Regions from separate parts of the Anas platyrhynchos genome. Here region 2 is linked to region 1. The links are chromatin contacts, called in public Hi-C maps. All regions are on one chromosome and are shown on one strand. The core of a region is the stretch at or near the end of the contact, and the rest is flanking DNA. Distances in the headings are between cores, read along the strand shown. Region 1 has its middle 80 kb from the start of TRNAQ-UUG. Region 2 has its middle 65 kb from the start of TRNAQ-UUG.

Region 1 (5,760 bases), core at 1,402-3,901:
GGAAAAAAAGTCACCCATTAGTTTTATAAATATAACCAGGAAGCAGCTTTGTGCACTTAAAAGAAATCAGCAACAGCCTCTGCACCTCCGAGATTAATTCTGGGTGACATTTCAGGCACATAAGGTCCAGTAAAGTTGATCCCAAACTAGAGAACACAAGATCATTTACTCCTTGAACAATAGGCAGGGAGACTGAAACATAAACCTTATCTCATTCTTGAAAATGGCTTGAATGGCTAGAACTGAACGGCAAAGGCTGCAGCAGCTCCAAAATTCAGGATGTGCACTGTCTAGGCTTCTTTTTTAGACCCAGACCCTCATTTAGGACAAATAAATTATTATTAGAGCTGGTTTTAGGACTGTAATTAATAACTACTTAAAGACTCTCTTATTTTTTTCATCCTGCTGTGGTCTTCTTTTGAGGTATTATTAACATTATTGAAATTTCTGAATTGTTACAAAAGGAAAGGCAATTTCAGATGGCTTGCAGACATTCATTTACTCAAGAAACAAACTTAATTTGGAACTGTCAGTTCAACTAATTCAAAGTGGAAGCGGCTAAAGCAGGAGATGTCCTATCTAGGTAAAATAAATAAAAATAAAAGGAACTTCAGTGATAGCTCTCACAAAGGACTTTAATAAGTGTAGGGTTTAGTTCATGAATAATTGCTCCACCCCCCGTATAACCCCTCAACGTCTGTGGACAGAAGCTAGAGGTGCCAATATTTATACAGAGAACTACGTCAAATTATGCAGCTAAGAAATTAGTATAAATTATCATCTAGTCAGAAAAAAATCACACAAACAAAACATTCCTCAATCAACTGTTTGCAACTGACATTTCCTCTGTAACTACGTAGGCACTCCAATCCTTCACCTACACTAGCTGCTTTAAGTGCTTAGTCCAAGTGCTCTGATGTTGGCCAAGCATTCTGGAAGGTTTTCACCAGAAAGCCACTTATTTTCACAAGCAACGTAGCAGCATTTTTGGCCATGCCTTTTAAAAATGCTCAGGCACTCTGGAATTTGCGAAAAATTTCCACACCTTGTTGCCTCCACAACAGCTCCAGCCTTTTGGATGCATTAACATTTCGGATTACTCCCATTACTCTAAAATACCCTCCTGTGAATTAGCACACTGAGATGGGAATCACTTTACTGACATTTCACACGTGTTTTTGTAACACAGCCGCAGTCGCAATTCAAGTCTTCAAGTCCTTGTCAGTTTGACAAGAAAAAAAATAAAAATAAAATAAAATCTGTTAGTGAGCAAGCTTCACACTGGCCTCCTTTAGAAACATCCGAAGGTGTTGAGACATCTTCCCAAGCAAGAAGGAGCTCCTTGCAATAAACAGTCTGTGAAGGGGAAAGAACAAGTGTCTTGGGCAGAAAGAGAACTACATTTAGCTGAGATGAAACAAATGTGTCCTGTGAAACAGGAAGAAAAGGGGAGGGGGGCAGTGGAGAGGGCAGCAGACAACTCTGACTTGCTCGCTCTTTCCAGGCTTTGTATTTATTTCTGTCATGGATCTGAAAAGGCAGGCAGCAGACTTTGTAGAAGCGCCTTATGAAATGGGGTAAATAATGGACCCCAGATGCCCTTGTTTCCTTCATTATTCAGTCTAGGCCTTCAAAGCTGTTTTGCAGTGTGAGGTATCAGAGGGAGGTAGAGCATTCTGTTAACAAGATTTCAATGAGCTTTGGAAGCAGGTCCAGGGAAACTGCTGGAAATGTTTCAGACGTACAGTACCTTTGTGCTTTTCTGACCTGTATGTAGTGAGAAAACATGGGACAGAGGGTGCCTTGATTTTTAAGACAACATCATCTAAAAAATATCTACACAATGACAGTAACGTTTTGTGCGTGTGCACCATTAATGCAATATTCTCAAAGCACCTAAAATACATTAAATCACTTTAAGGAAAACAACACTGCTTCAAACTGGAACGCAGTTTAGGAGATGTATTAAAAATACACAGCAAGCAAGTGGAGAGCCAGAGATGTGAAACCAGGCAGTCAGCCTCCTGCTTTCCCTGCTCCTTCCCCGTCCCTGCTATGAGGCAACCCTGCCTGCCCACTTAGCAACAAATTGTCTGAGATGTGGACAAAACATATTTCACTTTTGCTTTGAGACCCACCCTAGGAATTTCTCTCTGCATACTTGTAAGATTCCTCATGACTCACCACAGCCTGGAGCGACCTGAACCCAACCACCGTGCCCACACTTGGCTTGGGGATGGGTTTGGAGTCGCCTGGCGCTTCAGATCCAGCCTGTGTGGATCACCCCTGCTGCAGATAGCTATATACTTTCCCTCAATTTCTTCACTTTTCCTTCCTCAGTAATGTGAACATTTAAAAGCTAAACAGTGTCTCAGAAAGCTTTTTGAAGGAGAGATTCCTGGCTATTTCAAGTTGCCGTTCTTCTTCTAGTGTTGCTTTCCTCATTGTTGACACCAGCCGCTCTATATTTACTCTAACGACACTACATCCTGTGCGTGGAGATAGCTCTGTACACTCAGATGTTTCCGAGTCACCTCGGGTATAAGGATGTATTGTGCACTGCATCCTTTTTGTTACGGTGTCCTACATGTTCTCGAGGCTGCAATCTTATCTTAAAAAAACACAATGGCACCACCTAAAGGACATATTATGCATATAGGAAGACTCAGGCGCATTTGCAACATCTCTCTCTAGTCTGCCATGTGCTTGTGTGCGCAGGTACACGCGTGCTTCTGGCAACACAGAGCCCTACAGTGGCAATTTTCATTTTCTCCGGAATCAGTGCAGCACAAAGCTTATTCATGATTATAAAATTATGCATACTGAAAGACATCCATATTTTTATAACTCCTGTGATAAGACTGTAACAGAAAAGACAACTGTTAAAGCAGCTGCCCTTTTCTCTGCACTCAAAATGAATATAACAGGCATGCCTAATACAACAATTTGAGCGGTCTTAAGGAAGATTAAATATAGGAAGCAACATTGCTGCCAAGAGCATGGCAAGTCAGTATAATCCAGATAAATCTCACACAAAAATTGTGTTGGAATACAAGAAATTCAGGGGGGAAAAAAGGGGATAGGAAATCCTTTCTTTCTGTTGTATCTAGGTACTACAGGGGCATACGTACTACTATACATACTACTACGTGTTAAGAAATGGTCCTAAATTCCCAGAAGAATGGGGGAGTTTTTAAGAACAAGTTTGACTCGTTTTCTTTTCTCAGCATCAGTCATAGCATTCATAGTTCATTCTTATAGATCATTTTTTTGTGAAAGCATTTCATGCTTTCATAACTGAGGACAGGCGTAACAAAGGCTCTTCCTAACAAATATTTGAGGGTTTGATAACTTGGAATGTACTTTTTTTCCAAAACTAAACAAATGCAAACAACCTGAAAGCTAATACAAGCAAAAGTCTACTGGTGGTTACAGATCCAAGTTATATACGCATCTGACTTGCTCTAGTTACAAGAGTAAAGCAGAAGAAAAATCTGATCCTTTGCAATTGTTTACAAATAGAGATAGAGAGAGTTATGCATGGCAACTCATTTTCAAATGCTTGTGGCAGTGGCCCTACAACTCTGTTCTGTGCTCTGCTTTTTAAAGGGGAAGACTATGACACAATCAATTGCTCAACAACAGGCTTGAAAGTTATTTTGAGGGGTATTGACTACTTCAAAATGTTGTTAATGGGTTCTGGACACTTTCACTTGACAATCTCAAGTTATTACCATATGATACATGTGCAAAGTCATGTAATGGCTTCCATTTGGTTGCTAGTTGGTGATATTGCGTGAGAAAAAAACACTTCTTGATAGCTGAGGACTGATTGGGCATAGAGAACAAACTACTTCCTAACCCCCAGGTCAAGATGCAGGCATATTGATAGAACTGGGTGGGGAACTGCAGGCTGTAATTGCCTGATCTGTTCATAAACAGGAGACTTTGGTCTCCTGGGGAGCAAAATAAGAAGTAAATATATTTCAAAGCTTGTATTGTAAACATTGCTTTTCAGAAACAAGAGAAAAATGAAAGAAGAGCTTTTCAAAATATTTAGCATGCCAGTTGTGTAAGAAGGATGTGCCAACCTTAAATATAGCCGTTAGGGGCCAGATTCTCAGAAGAGCTCAATTGACCACGTGCATCTTCAAATCAGATGATTGATTTCCTGAAGCACTAAGCCTCTAGCAGAAGTTCTGATTATTTTGGCATTTCCTTTAGGAGTTGAATTGGAAGTCAACAACAACCACTGACTGCTCGGCTCTTTGAAAAACCTCGCCTGGAGATTAATAGCTATGCAACACTTAGCATACTGATTGCCTTTTACTCAAAATCTCCCATGAGTTACAACATCAGTTGCTCAAGTCTAGCAGTAGAGCTTTTGGGAGGCTGGCCACTAGTTTTCCCATTTTACAGATGAAAAAAAACAAAGGCAAAAGTACCTGTTCTAACAACAAGTCTAAAGTAAAAGTTGTCACAGACCCAGATTTCCCCAGTCTCCCATATTTGCATTAAAAAGTAACAATAGAAAGATGAATATTTAGAAGATGGCAACATCTCAATGCCCTAAGCAAGGCTGAGGCCACACATAATTCAGAGGCACTTACAAATAAGAGAGAAAGATTTGCTGTTCCTTATCTGAATTTGAAGCTCCATGCTCATTTTTAAGAGAGATTGCATTAAGAACTTCTACCTGTGTAAGTATTTGACCCTTTCGTATGTCGCTGTCTGAAGAAGAACTTGACATTGTCAATGGAAAAAAGCCAATGAAAAATGAAAGGACTTAGTGGGTGGCAAACTTACTGTATAGGTGGGGAGACGGGGCAGTTGTTGTGCAGTATACATATTTTTGGAGACCATTAAAACGAAAACCTCCAGCCATTCACTGTCACAACCCACAAAAAGAAGCCTGCTACATCCCCCAGTTTTCATAATGCTAAAGGGCAGGCAGTCAATTTACAAAAAAGTTAAAGGGGACCATAAAACCATTCAATTCATATCAATTATAAATGCAACAAACAGTTCACAAGAGGGATACCTGCCAGCCTCCAGGTGGGATGGACATTCCTGGGCCCGTGCATTATGCATTCATTTCTGACTGAGTAGTTATAAAGGCCCATCAATTCAAATTGCCTTGTGAGGAATTTAGCTCAACATAGCTTAAGACTCCCTTATGCAAGAGTCATTGCCTTAGCAATAGGTTCGTTAACTCTTTCCACAATTGCCAACTCAGCAGCAGTTACAATGTCAAGACTAGTAGTTTTACTAAAGCCAACATCCTGTTAAAGTTCGTAGGATTTCTTGTAAGTAAAGAACCAGGGATTTGGTTTTCAAGTTATGTCTCAGAGTGCAAGATGTACAAAGCTGACAGTGCTGCGTCCAGTGGAAAAGCAGAGCGAGCTAAGAAAATGAACTGTTCTAGTCACTGAGATCAAGTGTTCAGAGAAAAGCCTTGAAAATGTTTATTCTCCCAGCTTAGATGGAATTCTAAGCAGTGTTTATTGCAGAGAAGAGATGAAGTGTGCTATTTCTTATTCTTGCTTCCTGTATCTGCCTTTCTCTTAAAAGTGCTAAGTAGCAAGGCTGCAGGGATTATGGTGCCGAGGGAATTCTTGCCACTTTCCTTCTCTCTCTCTATTTAAACATGACAACTGTTGGCCGGCCTCAGTCACATTGTTTGTGTAGCCAGGACAAGAGGGTGGAATTCTGGAACACGTTCCAGCCCACATTCCGGATTTTCCTATAAACTAGTCCCTT
Region 2 (5,851 bases), core at 3,059-5,558, 140 kb before region 1:
CTAATCAACACTTTGCTTTCCTCAACAAGCTCCATTTGCAAACAAACTGAATTAAATGGGGTATGGGCACAGATGAAGAGAAATTCAATTTAAAAGCCAAGACAAGATTCCCTGAGTTTGTTTCCTTCATTATCTGACTCGCATCCTAAGAGCACTCGGCTCAGCTTACAAATGTGTTTCCTACAGATTATGTCATAAGAAATAATCACAAGTATTTTCAATTTCTTTTTTTTTTTTTTGCAAGTGACAAAGGCTGCTTGCTTCCATCATGAACAATTGCACAGAGGTTGAGGGGACTCTTCCACGATGATAAAGAAAATACAGTAGATTTGGCCCAAGAAGGCTGTTCTTCTTCTAGTCTTTTGGAGAGCTAAAGGCATACCCTGACAGAAGGACCTTTATATTAACCTTAATACTTGATCCCATGTTCTCTGTCATAAAACTGGGACCAAATTCTGCATCGGCAACCTGTACAAGCATGACACAAAAAATATATTTTATAGTTAGAAAATCTGTCTCATTCCTTACTCCCTTGCAACTGCGCAGGCTATGAAGGATGGTTCAGAGTTCAAAGTAATTATTGTTGTAAAATGCCTTGGTTATCATCAAGGACTTTTTTGTTGCACTCTTCAGATGGCGCGGCTCCACTCCCAGATGTCTGCTCTCGTGCTTTCGCTGGAGTCACCCAGCACTGACTTTTCCCCCTGCTTTGTCCCAAGGAAGCACCCAGCCTGAAGCCAGCTTCACAGGCTTCCCTTTGCAGCTCCCCATGCCCAGCAGCATTGTGCAGGCAGTCAGGTCGCCAGCCTGCCCCCCTCTCTTTTCTCCCTGCCTGCAAGTTGATCCTGGCACAGGATCTCACAGTTTTGCTTCCTCTCTCAGCCAGGGAGACACGTCAAACGTAATTACCTCCCACTACAGGGGAAGGGGGAAAATGAGAGGCAAGTTCGGGTAGATCCTAGCATCGCAGAAGGATGAGCAAAAAGAACTGATAGGAGCCAGGCTGGAGCCAAAACTCTGACACAACTGTTATGGTCTGTGGACAGTGCCTTCTTACCAAAAGAAAAAAAGAAAACAGATCCTTCATCACAAACTAATATAAACAGGGGAAGCAGGTCAAATCCCATTTGCTTCAGGTTCTGTACTGTTCTGAGTTGACGCTAGTGGACTATTGCTGAGTCCTGCCTTGTGTCTAGAGGTGCATTTATTGCATACCTAGACTTTTCGCTGTATTAAAAGCTGGTGCTCTAAAGTATAATTGGATGGTAAAAGAGAATTGCACAGCACGTTCTACTGCTGTAGAGCTGCAAAATATACACATACAATAAAAGTCAGTTATCTTTTCACCATAAAATGAAAGATGGTTCTCAACATCAACACATGACAACATGATATTGACCTAAAATGTCATAAAGATGCACATTTAAGCCTTCAAGATCATGCTACAGAGACCTTCATCTAGGGCACAAGAACGACCCCTCACCACTACCTCATAACTTGATGGCAAAGCAACTCGATGGCCTTTCCTTTACACTAAGTTTCTTTATTATTCAAGTAAACTGTAAGGGGTTGGTGCAAGGAGAATTTTCAAGTCAGTGGGAGTTTTGATTTAAACAGACACAAAATCCCCTTTACCTGGCTTTTGCCAGAATTGAGTGCAAGTCTGCAAAGTCATAGCCAGATTGCGTGCACCTAGGGCACTTTTATTTCACAGCACGGCAAAACATGCAAGGGCGGGATAGGATTGGGTGGTCCAGCTGAATGTAGCCATCCTTGTCCAAGACATTTCTGAAAAAGCCTGAAACAGCGACTGTTTTTCATGTTGCTTCACAACCCTGAAGTGTTAATAGTAGACTCACAACAGACAGTTTTCAATGTGCCTTAGTAACTATTGTGGCCGGATAGTAAAAAGTTTGAACAGCTGCAGATTCCATGTCCAATCTCTAGCTACGTTTCTGACAGACCTCTTAGGCTTGCATAATAAATACAGAAAAGCTTAAGCAAAGACACTGAATATCATTATCAACATTATTACGCGAGCAGATTGCAAACCACTCAGCATCCTGAAATGTGCCATTTGACTAAGACGTTTTCCTACCATTTTCTTGTGTTCTCTGGAGAGCACCAGCACTCCTGCGGGTACATACAGGCCTGAAAACTGTGGTTGTGCTCTGAGCTCGGATTGTGCAAGTGTGTTACTGAATAGCTCTAAATTCGCTCGCTTCTGGTACTTAAGTAAAGCTTTGCTGAGGCTCCTACTGACTGTGCTCCACTTCGAAATCAAAGGGTGAGTTCTTCCAAGTGACAGTCCTAGGAACAGCAACAATTTGAAATCAAAAATAAAAATAGGTGCAAGCTGCAAAGCTCAGGTTTGTTGTCAGATTGAAAACCTCTGTGAAACTGAAAATGTTGATGGAAAGGTTCAAGACGCACCCAGAATTGGGGGGTTGCTTTGGCCAATTCACATAAAGAGGTAAATTATAAAGTAGGAGTCTGGATTCACTTACATATTTTGCTGGCATTTGGGAATGTTTGGGTCTGAGGTTTTGTGTTGAAATTTCAGCTACCTATTGCTATGATTTTCATATCTTTGTTTTAATTCTTCTCTAACACTTCAGGGGAACACAGACTTTCAATTAACTCAGTGCTCTCGACCTGACTTTTCAATGTAGCAGCTGTAAATTAGTTAGAAGACAAAGCACTCGAGATGGTCTGAGGGTCAGCCCATGACAGAAGTCCTGCAGTCACTCAGAGCTGGTTGAGACCCTGCCCCTTGGAGCCGTGGACACGGCAGCTACGGCACAGGGCAGATTTTGGGTTTGATTCCCGTTAGCCTCACAAAATTCTTTTGGTATCAATTGCATTTTAGGTAAGGGAAGGATCAAAAATAACACCCTTATTTCCCAGCAGAGTTGCAAAGATAAATTAATTAATGTTTACAAATCATTTGGATTTTAGAATGCATGGGGAGGGGGAGAGGAAGAAATGCTCGGATGGGCCAAGAAAAACAGCAGATTCTCTTCATTCCCACTTTATCAACTATATCAGCATGCGCTTAGCTTTGAGAATGTGCTTAAATCTACCTCTGCTAACGAAAGTAGAAGCCCACAGAGTCAATTATGTACGCTGGTGCTTTTCAAAATAGGGAAGATAAACAGGTATGACCCAAAATGCCCATGCACAGAGCATACAGACTAATACAGACTAATCTGAGCATGGTAAAAACTCTGTCTTCAGTGCTCCCTCATAAGCCTGGCACAGCCCTGTCTAACATCACAGCTCTGCTTTGAGCCCCTTTTCAAACCTTCGACATGCAGAGTACGGTCACAGGCAGCAACATTCACGTACTGAAGAGCAGAATTTGTCTCAGTGTGTTTGAAAGGTGACTTTTAAAAGCCCTGAAGGATGGACCAAGAGAATTGGGGAAGAAGTCGTATCATTAAGGGGCCCGAATCATAAGCCCGGGCACAGCACTTGGGGTGGTTGAGGGGAGTTTGGACTCCAGCTGAACTCGGCAGCTCCTGCTTATCCCTATGAAAGGAGATGGCACTGGAAGGCACCCTTAACCCATGGTTATTTTCTTGACACAACAAACAGGCACAGCCGTGTTACTGTCCCGGCTCGATCCCATGGCAGCTCTGGCGGTTCATTAAGGGGCACTGTGCTCAGGTACTAGGAAGCACATGGCTCATGGCCTGCGCCATTGGTGGCACAGTGCACCTCCGGACGCAACACATTTCAGAGCGGGGTATCGGCCGCAGGAAAACAGGCATCTGGCAGCTTCCATCCCAAATCCATCCCCGCACCACGCTTGTGGAGGCCGCCACCAGAACAAACGCTTCTTTCATTGGCTTTGTGGAAACGCAAAGTTCATTTAAAGCCCGGCAAATTAAATTGTGTTCGTCTGGGAGACGGCATGTAGACAAAATCCGCTTCAAAAGTCAGAAGGCCCCTGAGTCAGAGGGAAGTGCAATTAATTTGTCAGAGAACCCAAAACAGATGATTTCAATCAGCACCGAAAAAAAAAAAAAAAAAAGGCTCCCTAGCAGGCGGGCGCGCTGGGAAAGGCACAGCCTGCGGGGAGAGGCGGCCCGGGACCGGGATGGGATGGGATGGGATGGGATGGGATCAGGGCCGGGGGCTGCGGCTGTCCCTGTCCCGGTCTCGATCCCGGTCCCGGCCCAGTCTCGAACCCGGGTCCCCGCATCCCGGCCCCGCTCCCGCCGCGCGGTGCCGCGCTGCGCCTCCCGAGCGGCCGCGCCGCCGCGCCGCCCATTGGCTGCGCCGCCCGGCGGGCCGGCCAATCAGCACGGCGGGCGGGCGGGCGAGGGGCGGGGCCGCGCTGAGCGCGCTGCCGCGGCGGGCGGGGGCGCGCTTCGTGTGCGCGCTCCCGTCAGAGCGGGGGCTCGGTGAGCGGGGCGCTCCTGCTGCCCGCGGCCGTACCGGGCGGGTTAACCCAGGGGAAGCCCAGGCAGAACCGCGGAGGGCAGCGAAGCACCACGGGTGACGGCTGGTGCAGCGTGATGGTGCTCCGGAGCCCCAGCGGGCGCTGGGATTTGCAGGATGCCGCAGAGGGAAGGAGAGACCTGCTTCTGCCTCTGCTGCGACCATCCCCGTGACCCGGTCAGGAAGCTCAGCGTCTCTGTGGTGCCCACTCGCTCTTTGGGCACCCCGGATTTAGTGTCCCCTTTGGATCAGCACGTACCTATGCAGTCACGCAAATCACAATCTGAGAATCAATCAAAGAGTAATTGCTCTGGGTTCTCACGACCTGAGAACACCTAACCTGCTGCAACGCCTTACAAGGGAGTAAACACAAACAATATGATGAGATAAAAATACAACAATATTAAGAACTAAAAATGCAACAAAAGAAAAAAAAAAAAAAAAAAAAAAAAAAAAGGAAAAAAAGGAGAAAGTCCCTTTGAAAGTATGTAAACAAGGACACTGTCCTCATTTCCTCCAAGGCAGTGACAGCATCCTTGCTGGCCTCAGTGGAAGCGGGATGATCGCTGTTCTTGAAAGGTTGTGTGCTGCTAGTGGGTGGCAGACAGCCCATGGATAAGCAAGCACCCTGTTGCACACACTTTAGTTGTAAAAGCAAGAATCTGTGTTCTGTATTCTTTTCCAAGTTCAGGCTCTAATGGTAGAAGTTAAACTGCACAACTGTCTGAAGCGAGCAGCCTCAGTTATTGCTATAAAATTGTATTTGTACTATTTATGGAATGTGCAGATACAGGGGAAATGTATTTATAGCTGTTTTGACTAGTCCTATGGTACGCTTAGAGAAGAAACCGTGGAATTTGGGGTTTGGCATTTTTGACACCAGGCAAATTAGAGGGGCCTTAATTACACTGACTGCCATTTGCTGCCCTGTGGTTATCGGGTCAGTCAGGCGTCTTCAGCTGGAAGTGGCGAGCGATTCTCAGCATCAACCACGTCCTCTTCAGCTAATTAGCTTTAAAGTGTTGCGGACAGCGTCTCTTCTCTTGTCTCAGACTGCAGGAAATACTGGCTTAAATCACGCATTGGAAAAGCTATCTGGCATCTCGGATTTGGAAGAAGCTTTGTATTGAATTTACTGCCTGTTTGAATCAAGCCTTTACCTCACGTTTGGCACGAGAAAAGATTCTTAGGTATTGTTATGAAGAAATAAGATAGCTAAATCCTTTAACTATCTGTATAAATTAAACTTCTGCTTTTCCATTACCTTGACCATCAGCTTCTTTGAGCATGCAGGTATTAAGTAATTATGTCAATACAAGTTCTCCAGTCTCTATCTGAAATATTCCGTAAGACACGTATTTAAGGTCTGTTAAAGCTCAAACAATACAGCATAATTGTTGGCTTG

The links. Hi-C and Micro-C count contacts between places; a contact is called where the count stands out from the background.
Region 2: a contact with region 1 is called in a Hi-C map of subcutaneous adipose tissue, with 2.3 times the contacts expected there. The contact joins two enhancer-like sites. A contact is called at or near these places in 3 of 8 Hi-C or Micro-C datasets (liver, skeletal muscle and subcutaneous adipose tissue).

Annotation. Positions count from the first base shown.
Region 1 is chr5:47,529,017-47,534,776 of IASCAAS_PekinDuck_T2T, reverse strand. No RefSeq gene overlaps it. Among named protein-coding and RNA genes, the nearest start is that of TRNAQ-UUG, 80 kb to the left of the region's middle. Within about 2 kb of position 2,651, at least 4 of the 8 cell types and tissues checked have an H3K27ac peak or open chromatin away from gene starts, as enhancers often do. A contact at or near this core is called in subcutaneous adipose tissue, where this site is marked.
Region 2 is chr5:47,674,793-47,680,643 of IASCAAS_PekinDuck_T2T, reverse strand. No RefSeq gene overlaps it. Among named protein-coding and RNA genes, the nearest start is that of TRNAQ-UUG, 65 kb to the right of the region's middle. Within about 2 kb of position 4,308, at least 2 of the 8 cell types and tissues checked have an H3K27ac peak or open chromatin away from gene starts, as enhancers often do. A contact at or near this core is called in subcutaneous adipose tissue, where this site is marked.